Linked DNA regions of Rattus norvegicus: region 2 is linked to region 1. The links are chromatin contacts, called in public Hi-C maps. All regions are on one chromosome and are shown on one strand. Each heading gives the region's core, a stretch centred on a gene start, on an enhancer-like site or on the middle of the called end of the contact. The rest is flanking DNA. Distances are from core to core; before and after follow the strand shown.

What was found. A called contact is a pair of places that touch in the nucleus more often than the background predicts.
Region 2: a contact with region 1 is called in a Hi-C map of kidney, with 6 times the contacts expected there. The contact joins the promoter of Nsg2 here to the enhancer-like site in region 1. A contact is called at or near these places in 9 of 12 Hi-C or Micro-C datasets (the A7r5 cell line, Schwann cells, frontal cortex and 5 more) and 1 of 1 datasets of contacts at active chromatin or transcription factors (oligodendrocytes).

What each region holds. Positions count from the first base shown.
Region 1 is chr10:15,972,787-15,979,048 of GRCr8, reverse strand. No RefSeq gene overlaps it. Among named protein-coding and RNA genes, the nearest start is that of Il9r, 40 kb to the right of the region's middle. Within about 2 kb of position 3,303, at least 2 of the 93 cell types and tissues checked have an H3K27ac peak or open chromatin away from gene starts, as enhancers often do.
Region 2 is chr10:16,162,985-16,169,096 of GRCr8, reverse strand. Nsg2 (neuronal vesicle trafficking associated 2) reads left to right here and starts at 3,182. Exons shown (of 5, transcript NM_001034152.1): 1 at 3,182-3,294; 2 at 4,157-4,312. The coding sequence starts at 4,184. It overlaps LOC120095055 (a long non-coding RNA gene), which reads right to left. Exons shown (of 3, transcript XR_005490078.2): 1 at 6,023-6,112; 2 at 4,556-4,725; 3 at 2,048-2,485.

The DNA.
Region 1 (6,262 bases), core at 2,054-4,553:
CTCTGGAAGAGCAGTCGGGTGCTCTTAACCGCCAAGCCATCTCTCCAGCCCGGGACTTTAGTTTAATAATGAAGTATTCCAGAAACAGTGATGCAGCCACGCCCTTCGAACTTTTTTCTTTTTAATCCTTTAACGGGATTATAGATGGCAGGTTTCCAGATGGCTGAGTTCTCTAAAATCAGGACAAATGTTTCTACCTATAGCGTGCTTTCCTGTGGTATGTCATAGCCGCTTGAAGGTCTCAGTAATATGCGTGAGAATGTAAATCAGCCGTTCCGTGAAATCCAAGAGTTCTGCCGACACAGGGCTATCGAAATTCTCTGGCGATCATATTCCCTGACGTAAAATGTCAGAGTGTTTACACATAACCTAAATACATCTTCTTGTGCATCTTTAATCATCTCTAGGTGACCTGATGCACCCCATAAAATGTAAATAGTTGGTATACTGCATCGCAGGTGGGGTGGCGATGGGGGAAATCTGCACGTGTTCAAAAGAGGTGTGCTTTTCTTTTTCTTTTTTTTCAAACGTTTCTCCTCATTGTGGGTTGGGCCTGTGGCTGTCTCTAGAGGGCGACTGGAATTGTTATCAGCCGGGTGAACAGCACTGGTGGGAAGCTGCATGTCCAATTATAGGGGGAAAGAGGGCAAAAAGGTTCCAGGATGAAGGCAGGACCCTGAGAAACTTCCTGGGGAGAAGCATGAAAGGCTCCTCCCTGCTGGGGCCTAGTTCTCCCCACTCCTGCCCTGTAAAAAAGACATGACAACATTTCTCCTTTGCAGGGAAGTATGAGGTGACATGAGGGAACGCACACAGCAGTGGTTTCCAGGAAGGAGAACAGCTCCACGCAGAGCTGAATCCAGGGTGAGGTGTGGTGCCTGCCGGGCCACCGGAGAGGGAGCTCACCTATGCTGAACTCCTAGTTGCCTTGTCCCCTGTGCACCTAGCTCTGGTACCCATGTGAAAAATTCACTACCGGACTTTCCAGGCCAGGAGAAACGCCATTGCTAGAGAACAGGCTGCAGAGATCCTCTAAGGCTCTGGGAACCTGCCCAGGCTTAGCCACAGGAACAATCCGGAATCAGACGTGCTGCAGAGGTGATGTAGTCAGTCATGGCGCAAGAGGTGATGATGGCGGACTGAGGGTGGCGTCCATAATCAGACTTTCCCAGCCCCCTGTAGTCAGTAATACATGAGTCGTGGGCCCTGACCATTCTCCAGATGTTGGAAGTCCAGGTGCCCCCCGAAATTCTCCAAGTTCCCTCTGATACGGGATTGCTCAGCTCTGCATTTGCGTGTTACACTTGACACTGTCAAAAGCAATCACAGCAGAGTGGGAGGCCTAGACTGTGGGGAAGGCTGTGCAGAGGGACCGAGCAGTGGCCAGTGATGCCTGGTTCTGTGTGTAGGAGGAAAAAGGAGGAGTGGGCAGAGCCATGAGTTAACCCTGCCTGAAAGACGAAAAGCTACTTCTTTGCTTTGTGAGAGGAGGAAGGCAGCCAAGGGAGAGGGGCGCTAAGGCACTAGCGACATACGGGTGCTGACACAGGCCCACCGCGCCCAAGGCGACCGTGCGCGCGCGCATGCTCTGCCCCCTGGTGGCGAGGCCGCTCTGTGCACACAGCCCGCGGCTCCTTTGTTCTGCGGCTACCGCTGCTTCTTATCACAACGTTTTCTGCGGTATCTGGGCAGGCAGGTCTGGGTGACTGCTGTGCCGGGAGCGTGTGCTAGAGCCCGTGAACCCGAGTTCCAATCCCCACTCGTTCCTCGTTGGCTCCAAGACCCCCCAAGTCGCCTCAGTTTCGCTTTCATCAAGAGCACAGGCTGGTGGAGCAGGCAGGGAAATTGTTGTGAGAAGCCGTACTCCACCCAGTCACCGGGCCATTGGTGAGCCAGAGTGTAGCATTTTAGAGGGTATCTGGGGATGAGGAACACAGGATACCACCCTCCCGCCCACTGCCAGTCACGCCTCTGGCTCCTCTGCCTCCTTCCTTCTTGCTTTGGAAGTCAACTTAGTAAACAAACAGCACAATTTGTCGATTGAGGACGCTCCTGGGACCTCACTGAACCTCCAAACACTGTTTCTAAACAATGCCATACTCTTGGGCAGACGTTAAAACTGTGGCATCTCTTTCCTTTGGCTTGCATCGTCGGAAGTGCGTGGAGGTGGGCTTGCCTTCACCTCTCTCCAGAGACAGATCCGCCACTAATCCACCCTGAAACCATCATTTTCTTCTCTAATTCAGTCATTTTAAGTTCTATTCTGACACGGGAGGGTGGGACGGTGAAAGAGAGAAAGATAGGAAGGGAGCGAATCCTCCCTGGGACTGACAGTGCAGAATCCCTCAGGCCTAACGAACTGGGGAAAACGTACATTCTGACCTCTGAGGCCAGAATTCTGGCATCAGTGCAGGTGAGCCAGGTCCTTCTGGAGCTCTTCTCCCCAACTCACCGTTGGCACCATCTCCCGTACCCCTCATGTCTGCCCTGCCTCCTGGCACTGTGGGCTATTCTCCTGTCCTCACGAGGACACCAGTAATGTTAAATAGAGACTTGACCGACTCTTTTTAATTTAGCTGCCTGCTTGAAGGACTTGTCTGTAAATGCAACCACATTTTGAGCTGCCAAGATAAGAAGAACTTCAACAGAGTACATTTTGCTGGGGCATGGCTTAGCCCGTACAGGAAGGGGGAAGGAAGGAAAGGGGAGTGAGGAGAAGAGACAGAATCCACATTATCTAGTGTTGCCTCTTGCTGGCGTTTGTATGACGGGGCTCAGGAACCAAAAATCTTTATCTGTAAGCATAATTGGGAACGTCAATGTCAGGAAATTCCTAAGGAATATTTGGGTTTTATCCCATCTCGAAAGTGATTCCCTGGGTTCATTCACACTCTGACCAATGAAATTCACTTTCCATCCCATATTAGCTCTGCCATCCCCACACTGTCCCCTCCCCCCCCCCTTACTGATGTCGGTGTCTTGCCTTGACTGAGCAGGAAACCTCTGATGTGGGAGAAAACCACACATCCCTTCTTCAGGAGGCCTGTCTGCAGTGTAGTGGACAAAGCTGGGGTTTAGAGAGCCCTGGGTGTGAGTCCAGGGTCTGCCATCTTAAAGCTGCGCCTGATTCTGGACTTGGAGTTGAACCACAACATCTCCCTTTGGTGAAATTGCCTTTGCAATGCCTGTTCTTTAAAACTAGGTCAAGGGTGCTGCTGGCGGTGGCACACGCTGGTAATCCCAGCACTCGAGAGACAGAGGCAGGTGGATAAGTTTAAGGCCATAAGTGTAAGGCCAACTTGATCTACTGAGCCAGAGCTACACAGAGAAACCCTATCTGGGAAAACCAAACAGGGCTCCTCCCCTTCCCCCCAGGGCTGTTGGCTACTGGCCCTTGGAGACAGAGGGAGCAGAGTTTCAGATGACAGTCTTATCTCTGGGATCAGCTAGGAATATCCAGAGAGGTCAAAGGTCACTGGCTAAAGGCTAAGATACCCAGACGCTTCATTAGCATGTGAAGGCATTCTATGAATGAGGCTTGCTGAAAGGGTTTCTTATCAGGAGAAAGGGAGTCGTACCTATAATTTCCCCAAGGGCTATGTGACATTCCTTAGATAAGAGGTAAGAGGTCTGAGTCTCTGGGACAGAGAAGAGACAAAGGGAATCCACCATTTTGCACCAAGCACAGGCCTTTTCTAGGCTATGATTAAATTTAATGAAGTCAGACTAAAGAAATAGCTCGATGAATAAGAGTACAACGTACTGCTCTCTCTCCCAGAAAACCAAGTTCAGTTTCCACCATCCAACTGCCTGGACCCTCAGCTCTCGGGAGTCTGACGCCCTCTTCTGGCCTCTTCAGGCAACTACAGATAACCACACAGACAGACACACACACACACACAAACATATCATTAAAATTAAAATGAATCTTTTTGAATTAAAAAACTATCTAAATTAAATGAAATTCCTTATGGCCCAAGAGCCTGACCCAGAAAGGCCTAAATAAGTGTCAGTCTGTGTGGTGGGTGACACGGCCTCTGTAGCCTGCATAGAGTTTGGAATTTATTTGAGCTCCAGTCACAGCCGTCTTCTCCACCCCGGTGCTCACCAGCAGAACCATATTGCAGGTGGGCCTACTGTTTAGAGTCACCCTGGCAGTGGGTGGGTTCGGGGCTCAGAGTTAAGACATTGAAAGTCAATAGCTTCTATGTTGCAGTTAGCCCCATACTTGTGGACAAGAGGATTCACTCTCTTGCCTCAATTCCCCACAAGGGCAGCGTGCCCTCTGCAATGGAGAGGAAAACTGACGTTTCTCAAGTGTCCCTCAGGGCTGAGTGAGATTGAGTCTGCTATGAGCAGGGAGGGAACTGAGGCTGGCACGGAAACGCTCCCACAGATCAGAGACCGAGATCTGATATTGGAACCCAGGAATGACTCTGGTGAGATTTTTTTTTTTTTTTGGTTCTTTTTTTTTTTTTTTTTTCGGAGCTGGGGACCGAACCCAGAGCCTTACGCTTCCTAGGCAAGCGCTCTACCACTGAGCTAAATCCCCAACCCCTCTGGTGAGATTTTTGATTCCCACCAACCAACAAGCCTGCTTCTGAGAGGAGAACAGAGCCTCCCTGATATCCCTTTACCTTCCCATGTCAAAGTTCTCTGACCCAACTCCAGCCACCAGAGATTAGGAAATGAATGGGAAAGCAAGAAGTCTATGGGACACACACACACACACACACACACACTCACACTCACACTCACACACACACACACACACACACACTCTCTCACACACACACACACACACAGAGGTGGGGTGGCAAGGTGAGTTTTGAAGAAAATGGTTCTAGAGAAAAAACTTTGACCCAAATCCCTTGACACTGAGCCAGGCTTTTCCAGCATTTATCACAAGTTAGTAGGGAAATATCTGTTCATTCATTCATTCATTCATTCATTCATTCATTCGACCCTCTGTTGACTCCCTTGCTTAAATTATATTAACTAAATTTACTAGTAGCACCATGCAGGGGACTAAAGAAAGGGTTTGGAGGGAAGCAGAAACCAGTCTCAGCTTTCATGGGAGAGGGAGACAAAGCAAAAGCGGGCTCTGGTCTATCCAGTAGCAGTGACTGCTGGAAACAATGTAGCGGAAAAGCAAAACGGAGAGCCTCCAGGGACTGCAGGAATACCCTGAGGGTTTGTGTGTGTCAGGGGCAAAAGATCAACTCTGTCACCTTAGTCTCAGAAGAGACTGAAAACAGTTCCCCCAGCCTGTCTCTGCCGGCTTGGTAGGCACTGTGGCACGGATAGGAATAAATGTGAATAAATGGCCGTGGGCAGATGTGCAGAGCCTTTGCGAGGATGCAGATTTTACTCATGCAAAGCAGAAGCCCCTGGAGAGGACCAAGAGCACAGGAATCCGACTGTGACCTTTAAAGGATAAAATCATCAGCTTCATGGCCATTGCAGCCAGGAGGCCCCAAGATGCCGATCTACATCTGTATATAATGTGGCTTGCTGGGGCAGTCGCTGTCTATGCTGGTCATGCGTTAGCAAGTGGAGCCACTGTCTCTGATGCTGACTGGTTGATACCGGTGGGGGAGGACATCAAGGATGGGCATCAGCACTCTGGATAGTGTCTCTGGCTTTTGCGTGTATCTGGTTCAACCATGAGGAGATTGATACAGAGAACCACAAATGATCAAATCAGCATAGAGAATAAAAGGCTACAGGGTGTTCATCCCCAAATGGGACATCCATGTCACACCCTTTGTCCCTAAGGTTCAGGGAACATCGTAGAAGAGGGGGTGGAAAGACTGTAAGAGGCAGAGGTTGGAGGGAAAGTTGTAAAACAAATCCTTTCTGGACTTGATAGGCAATTGCTCTCACAAACTCCTGACGGCTGTGACTCCCTACACAAGATCTGCACAGCATCAGCCTGGTAGACACTCGAGCATGGATGGAAGGCATCTCACAAGCTCCCACTCCCAGGTGAGAAGCCAGAGAATTGACAGCCACCAGGGGAGAAAGTCAGCTTTGTTCAAGGGTATGGCCCGTGGCATGTTGTCCTGCTATAGGGACAGTCCTACATCCATATGCATCCGCATGTGTACAGGTGACCTAACTGGACCCAAGAAAGGGTGTGTGGTTAGAGAGGAATAAAAAATTGTGTTTGAGTAAAGTAAAATACATTCTGTAGGAAGGAAAAAATTAGCAATATTGTCTGGAAAGATGGCTCAGGAGCTAAGAGCACTGACTGCTCTTC
Region 2 (6,112 bases), core at 1,933-4,432, 190 kb before region 1:
GCAGAGGGTTTCACAGCTGAGAGCAGTCCTGTCCAGCTGGGTCTATTCAACAAGCATGTTGCCAGATTCTGTGGTTTTCGGTTCCTTTCTACCCCTGCGTAGTCCCTAGAAGACTTTGGGGATCAGGATGAGGCAGAAATGTTCTCTGTAATCTGGGTTTGTGTTCCATGGGGTCACTGGGTCCCATGGGCCTTCCTAACAAATTGTCTTCTTAGCAGTGTCACAATCAATCTAGTCATTTCATTTGCTTGCTAACCCCCAGGAAGTTGACAGACAGAGCCATGACTTACCTTAGGCACCTGACTTGATTGTGCTATGACCAAATTCAGAGGACCTGGAAGAGGTAACTGACACCAGTTAATACTCTGTGGCTACTGACTTGGTTACATTGCTGCGTTCAGGCTGTTTCTTATTGTTAGAACACAGTTCATTTATATTTTCCCTCCATTTTGACAAGTCTATTTTCAATCAGCTTCTGCCATTTACATTTAAAATGAGTATCGATATGTCTGGATATGAGTCTACTATTTCATTACTCTTGTTCTCCCTACTTTTTGTTTCTAGTTTCCTCTTTTTGGTTATTTGAAGTTTGTTTTTGTTTTGTTTTCATGTGTCTGTTGTGCCTATTGAATCTTAAACATCTTTTACTGATTTATTCTTGTGAATTTTACATCATGCAACCCAAATCCCATTCATCTCTCCATCCCTTCATATCTGCCCTCTGCCCTTGCAACCTCCCCCCACAAAAGAAAAAAGAAAGCTCTCACTACGGAAGCTACAGCGTGTCTCTTTGGTCCACTCATCTTTCCTTGCAAATGGTCATTGCAATGAGAATGGGTCTGGTTCAAAACCTCTGGCTTCTGATACACCATCAATACTGGATCCTCATCAGGTCTCCTCTGGGATATCCTACTGTTGTTCTGTGTCATGGAGATCCTGCAACTTTGGAGCTGTCAGGCTGGCCCTTTCACGATCTTCAGCAGTTTATAGATGGGTTAGATGTTGGGGTGGGCAAACTCAAAGCCCCGGATCTGGACCTAGGTGGTAGCTGAACTGGTCAGCCTAGCAGCTCTCCTGCACTCACACCACCAGGGGGAGCTCTCCAGTACTGCCTGGCCAGCAGCAGCCAGTGAGGGGCAGGGCCAGCTCTCTTGCTCTTATGCCCTAGAGGCCGACTCTCCCACCCCGCATGGCAGATGTTGTCTATTGCATTTTGATTATTACACACACACACACACACACACACACACACACACACACACACACACACACGTACGCATGCATGCAAGCACGCACATACATACATACCACATCTTTGTATCTTTTTGGCTAGCCTGAGGTTGCAATAGACATACTTAAATGTTCACAAATTACACGGACCCAAAGCTTTACCACGTAAAGTGGTCTACAGGACCATAATGGACCATCTTGGTTTCTTTCCTCCACAGTCTGCTCTATAGATGTCTTATATATTGCACACATGGAAAACGTCATCAAACGGTGTGATCGTATTTGTTTTCAACCCTCGATGATTTGTTTTTTTTAATGCCAGAATGATTCTATTTCATTTGGAACCCATCAGTCTTGTTCTCCAACAAGGTAAGAATCCAGCACGCCATCCCTTCCAGCTTGTCTTCTAACCTCATAGGTCACCGAGCCTGGCTTTCCCCCTGCCTCCAGACAAACCCCTTTCTGGAGCTTGCTAAACTCTAGGGACCTCCAGCTTGAAAAGTGTAGCTTTTCCTTGTCAATCAGTCATGGGATTTCTTTGTCTTTTGGGGCAGCAGCGTTAGGATTGGTTATTGATGTTCACAAGTGAACATGTGGTTGTTGATTCTACTGTGCTGGCCTCAGGCCGTGCTTGAACCTGGCGGTCATTTAGGTCTTTGGAGAGGAAGGGAAGGAAATCCAATATTTCTTAGAATACTCCCCTCTCACACCTTTTAACACCGCCCTGTGCGGTGCTGATAGATGGCAGCCTTCATCGTCTCAAAAACCCTTACACCCATTTCATTTCTACACAGTACAGACGACACACACTCTCCTGTGCCTTTTAACACGTGGACACTAGGTAGGGTGATTTATTTTTTCACACGTACAAATGTTTTTAAATTGACGTGGGGAGGGTGCTCAATCCCAGGACAGATGGGTCGTGGACCTCATAGACAGCACTGCTGCTGAGCAGTGACTTGAGCCACAGCCGGGAGAAATCACTGGCAATGGACTCGAACCATCCCTGTGGTTGACATAGGCATTCGGAGCATCCCTCACAAGCCATAGGTGTCTCCATGGGTATATTCTCTTTCCGTAGTCCCTGCCATTTTGCAATGGAAGTGTTGTCATCCTCCATCATAGGCAAGGTAACAGAAGCTCAGAGAGTGGCTGCATATGTACCAGAGCCACACAGCCATTAGGTAGAGTTGGCACTGCCCCTCCACTCCTTCTTACTCTGGACATCAGAATGCGTGTCATTTAATGTCTTGTCCTAGATATGGATTTTGGGGACAAGAGTACGGGTTCAAATCCCAGCTCTGGTCTTTCCCGTTCTGTGACCTTACCTGACCTGGGCAAACTTGGGGGAATTGTGAGCCACACAGGTCAAGCCTGTGCAGTGCGTCACACTGTCTGAGCTTTGTGCAGGTGTGTCCACACTGAGTGCCACTCCATTTCCCCGCCATTGTTAGAAACCACAGTTTACAGAAGAGGCAGACGCTTGGAAGAGACCAGGAAGGTGTTAACTGCACAGGACATGGAAAATAACCACCAGTTTACTTTCTCTTCTAACCCCAGAGCAGGTGTTTTGAGCCATTCTGTTTTACAGTATTGTTAGGGAAGTCTCAGTAAGAGGTGAGCCCTTCCCCTTTAAAAAAAAAAATAGTGCCTGCTTTTTCAGTTTCCCCCAAAGACTCCAGAATCGCATTTTACATAATTGTAAAAAAAATTTTTTTTTTATAAACCACATTAGTGTTTTTGGAATAGCCAAAAATCCCTTCCACTTTTTTTGAAACCGTTTGTCCTATGCAGGGGTTGTGGCCATGCATGAGAAACAGCAGGTGGTGCCAGATGACAGGTGGTGTGGGAGCCGTCCCCGGTGGGAGGCGCGAGCAAGCGAGCAGGCTGGCAGCTGCCAGATCTTCTCTGCGCGCTGGCGCCTCGTTCTCAGAAGCTCCGGATCCAGGCACGCGAGGGCTGCTTTTTCGGCACCACGTTCTGGCTGAGGAGGGAGGACTCCTGTTTGTCCTCCTCCTCTACATATTGGCTTGACTCTGCTCTGACCCCCACCAGTGCCGCGCAGTAAGTAGGCATTTGTTTTTGTTGTAACCACTCCCCAGCACCCTCCCAGCCCTTACCACCCTGTCATCCCCACAACAACTCTGTTTGTCTAATTACGTCCCACCAGCAGGATTGACAGGAGAAATTCAGTTGTACCGGGCTTTTGAGGGTGCGGTGAAAGCAGTCCTTGACTTCAAAGGGAACCGGAGGGAAATAAATGCGATCTGTTTATTTAGTTGGCAATCTTGCAGTATGGGGGCTGCTAACTTTCCATGGGTGGGAAAAAGCCCTGGCTGTTGAGGGAATGGAGGTATTTCATGGTTGAATAAGGAGATCAGGTTCAAGCCAGCCTCTTTCTGATGTAGAAACCTGGATCTCACGTACAATCTACATATTATGTAAAAAGAGAGAGAGAAGTGTGTCTTGAGAGATATTGAATGTATTCGATTGTGTTTTAGAGATTGGGGGGGGGGAGGCAAAATAGCTATGTGGGTGGTGAGGGGAAATGTATCTTACTGCAGGGGGCCCAGAATAATGGAGTTTCCTTTTGTGCTAAGAACAAGCTTGCCAGTGGGGCTCTAGGGATATGTTAGCCACTGTGTCTTGGTATTTTTTTTTAAGCTCATTTTTTTTTTAAATGAAGGTCTGAGGTTTTTTGTTTTTTTTTTCCCTGCTCCCTAATTTGAGGGTTGGTGAACTCAGTGGGCAGTTAGCACATTTTGATGATTAATGAAGTTTCTCTGGACAATGGGAACCATGTCAGGAAATCTAGTGGGAGATTGACGGCTATCACCAGGTCGAATACTGCTGGAGTTGAGCTATCTTAGAGCATCACCAGCCCCATGCATTCCTGCTGTAACCAGAATCCCGATGCTTGCCTTAGGTCTGGGAAAAAAAAAACAGCAGAAGCATGGTGAAGCTGAATGGCAACCCTGGAGAGAAGGGAGCCAAGCCGCCTTCCGTGGAGGACGGCTTCCAGACCGTCCCTCTCATCACGCCCTTGGAGGTTAATCATTTACAGCTGTCTGCTCCCGAGAAGGTAACGGTGATCTTCCTTCCCTTGTCCCCCAGAACCCAGACTACTGTAACCCAGGAACCCAAGAAGCAAAAGATTTCATTCCCTCAAACCCTTTCATCCTTCAAGCCACCAAGCAGGCTCCCTGCCTTGGAAAACATTGTATCCAGAGATAAGACACTTCCTGTGCTATTGCAGATTTATGGTGTTTGCTGATAATCTGCATATATGGGCAAGCAAATTAATGTTCCCTTGTTAGGATCTTACCATGACAGATGAATAGATATAAGCTTCTATGCAGTGATGAAGGGGGGAGAAAGGCTTGTCTTAATTTTCTTGAGGTGTTTTGGAAATCGATTGGTATAGATAGGAAGGCAGGGAATTGGACTCGATCCAGCAGCTGTCAGTTCACACCTTTCCTCTTTGCTAGGAGTTGGCTATAAAAAAAAATAAAGTTTAAAAATCCCTTCTTCAGAGGAACCCAGTGCATGGTGGTAAATGCTGGACCCAAGCATCACAATGAGTGGGGAGGGGTAGGAGAGGGAAGGCAGGATGGGTGAGCTGCAGAGGAGAATATCCAAGTTGGAGTTGTGAAGGTGAGTCAAAGCTGTACGAGTTTGGAGCGGAGGGAAAAAAAAGGTATTTAAGGCAAAGGTGGAAGAGAATGCGCCTTCGGACACGGTGGCTGCAGGAGGATGACTGGGAAGCAGCCTCTGGCTGATGCCACATCAATGGAGGTGGCAGTGGGGTGTCATCCCACAGACATAAGTAGGAGAGAATGCGTAAGGTCTGCCTGAGGGAGCAAAGGATTTAGGGGATGAGCTATTGCACGTCATCTGAGAGGTTTGCAGGGGGAAAGCTCCTGCTCCCGAGCTGGGGACGGGAACAATGGATCATCCCATCCGCTCGATGTTTTCCATTGGCATCTCCAGGAGGGCATTGTGTGTCTTAACCACTTGGTTCCATCCAATCAATGAAGAGGAACTAAATCGAGATAAGGAGCTGGCTGATTGGCTGGGGCTGAGTCATTTGTTTTGAAAGCAGAGAGGTTTTTAACAGAAGAATGTGTCAGGGTGGGTGGTAGGAATAGAGTTGTTGAGCTACCCTCAGAAACTAATAAAGCCTTTAAAAATGAGCTTCCAGCAAGCAGTTGCTGCTAAGGAGACATGAAGAGATGGTATCGAGAACTCGCCTCGGGCACATCAGACACACTCGGTGTTTGTTTTGAACTTCATGTTGAAAACACAAGGCGATTTAGAAACTCCCGTTATTGAAGTCACCCCCAGCCCCAGAGCAATTCTGTCAGAACCTCTGGAGTGAGATCCGGTCATCAGCATAGGTGCAGTCTCCCCAAATGACCCCCATGTGTGGCCACAGTTGAGTAACTCCGTTTCAGACCCATAACACACCTGCAAGTCTGGGATTGGAAATTCGCGTGATAAGCCAACGTTTGGATGGTCCAAAGGCACGGAAAGACCAACTGAAAATGTTTGGACCTGGATGCAGGTGTAAGTGTAGTTTGTGAAGGAAAAATATTGTCTTGTGGTTCTGCAATTTGGCAGCACATGCGCACATCTGAGAGGCGTGTGATGAAGAGAGACAATGGAGGTCACCTCCTCCAAACCTCCCACACAGTTCCGGGCTATCTAGAGAGTGGTGTGCCGTCTCTGGCTTTACTCTCTTAATTCCTTCTGAGAGTTTTCTTCTCTCCCTGAGCAAACAACCCAGACGTACCCGGAAGTCACTCCAACGCCAGCATAGTCAGCCGTCTCATAGCGCATGCCTAAAGATGTACCGAGGCCCTGCAGGGTCATGCCGCGCACT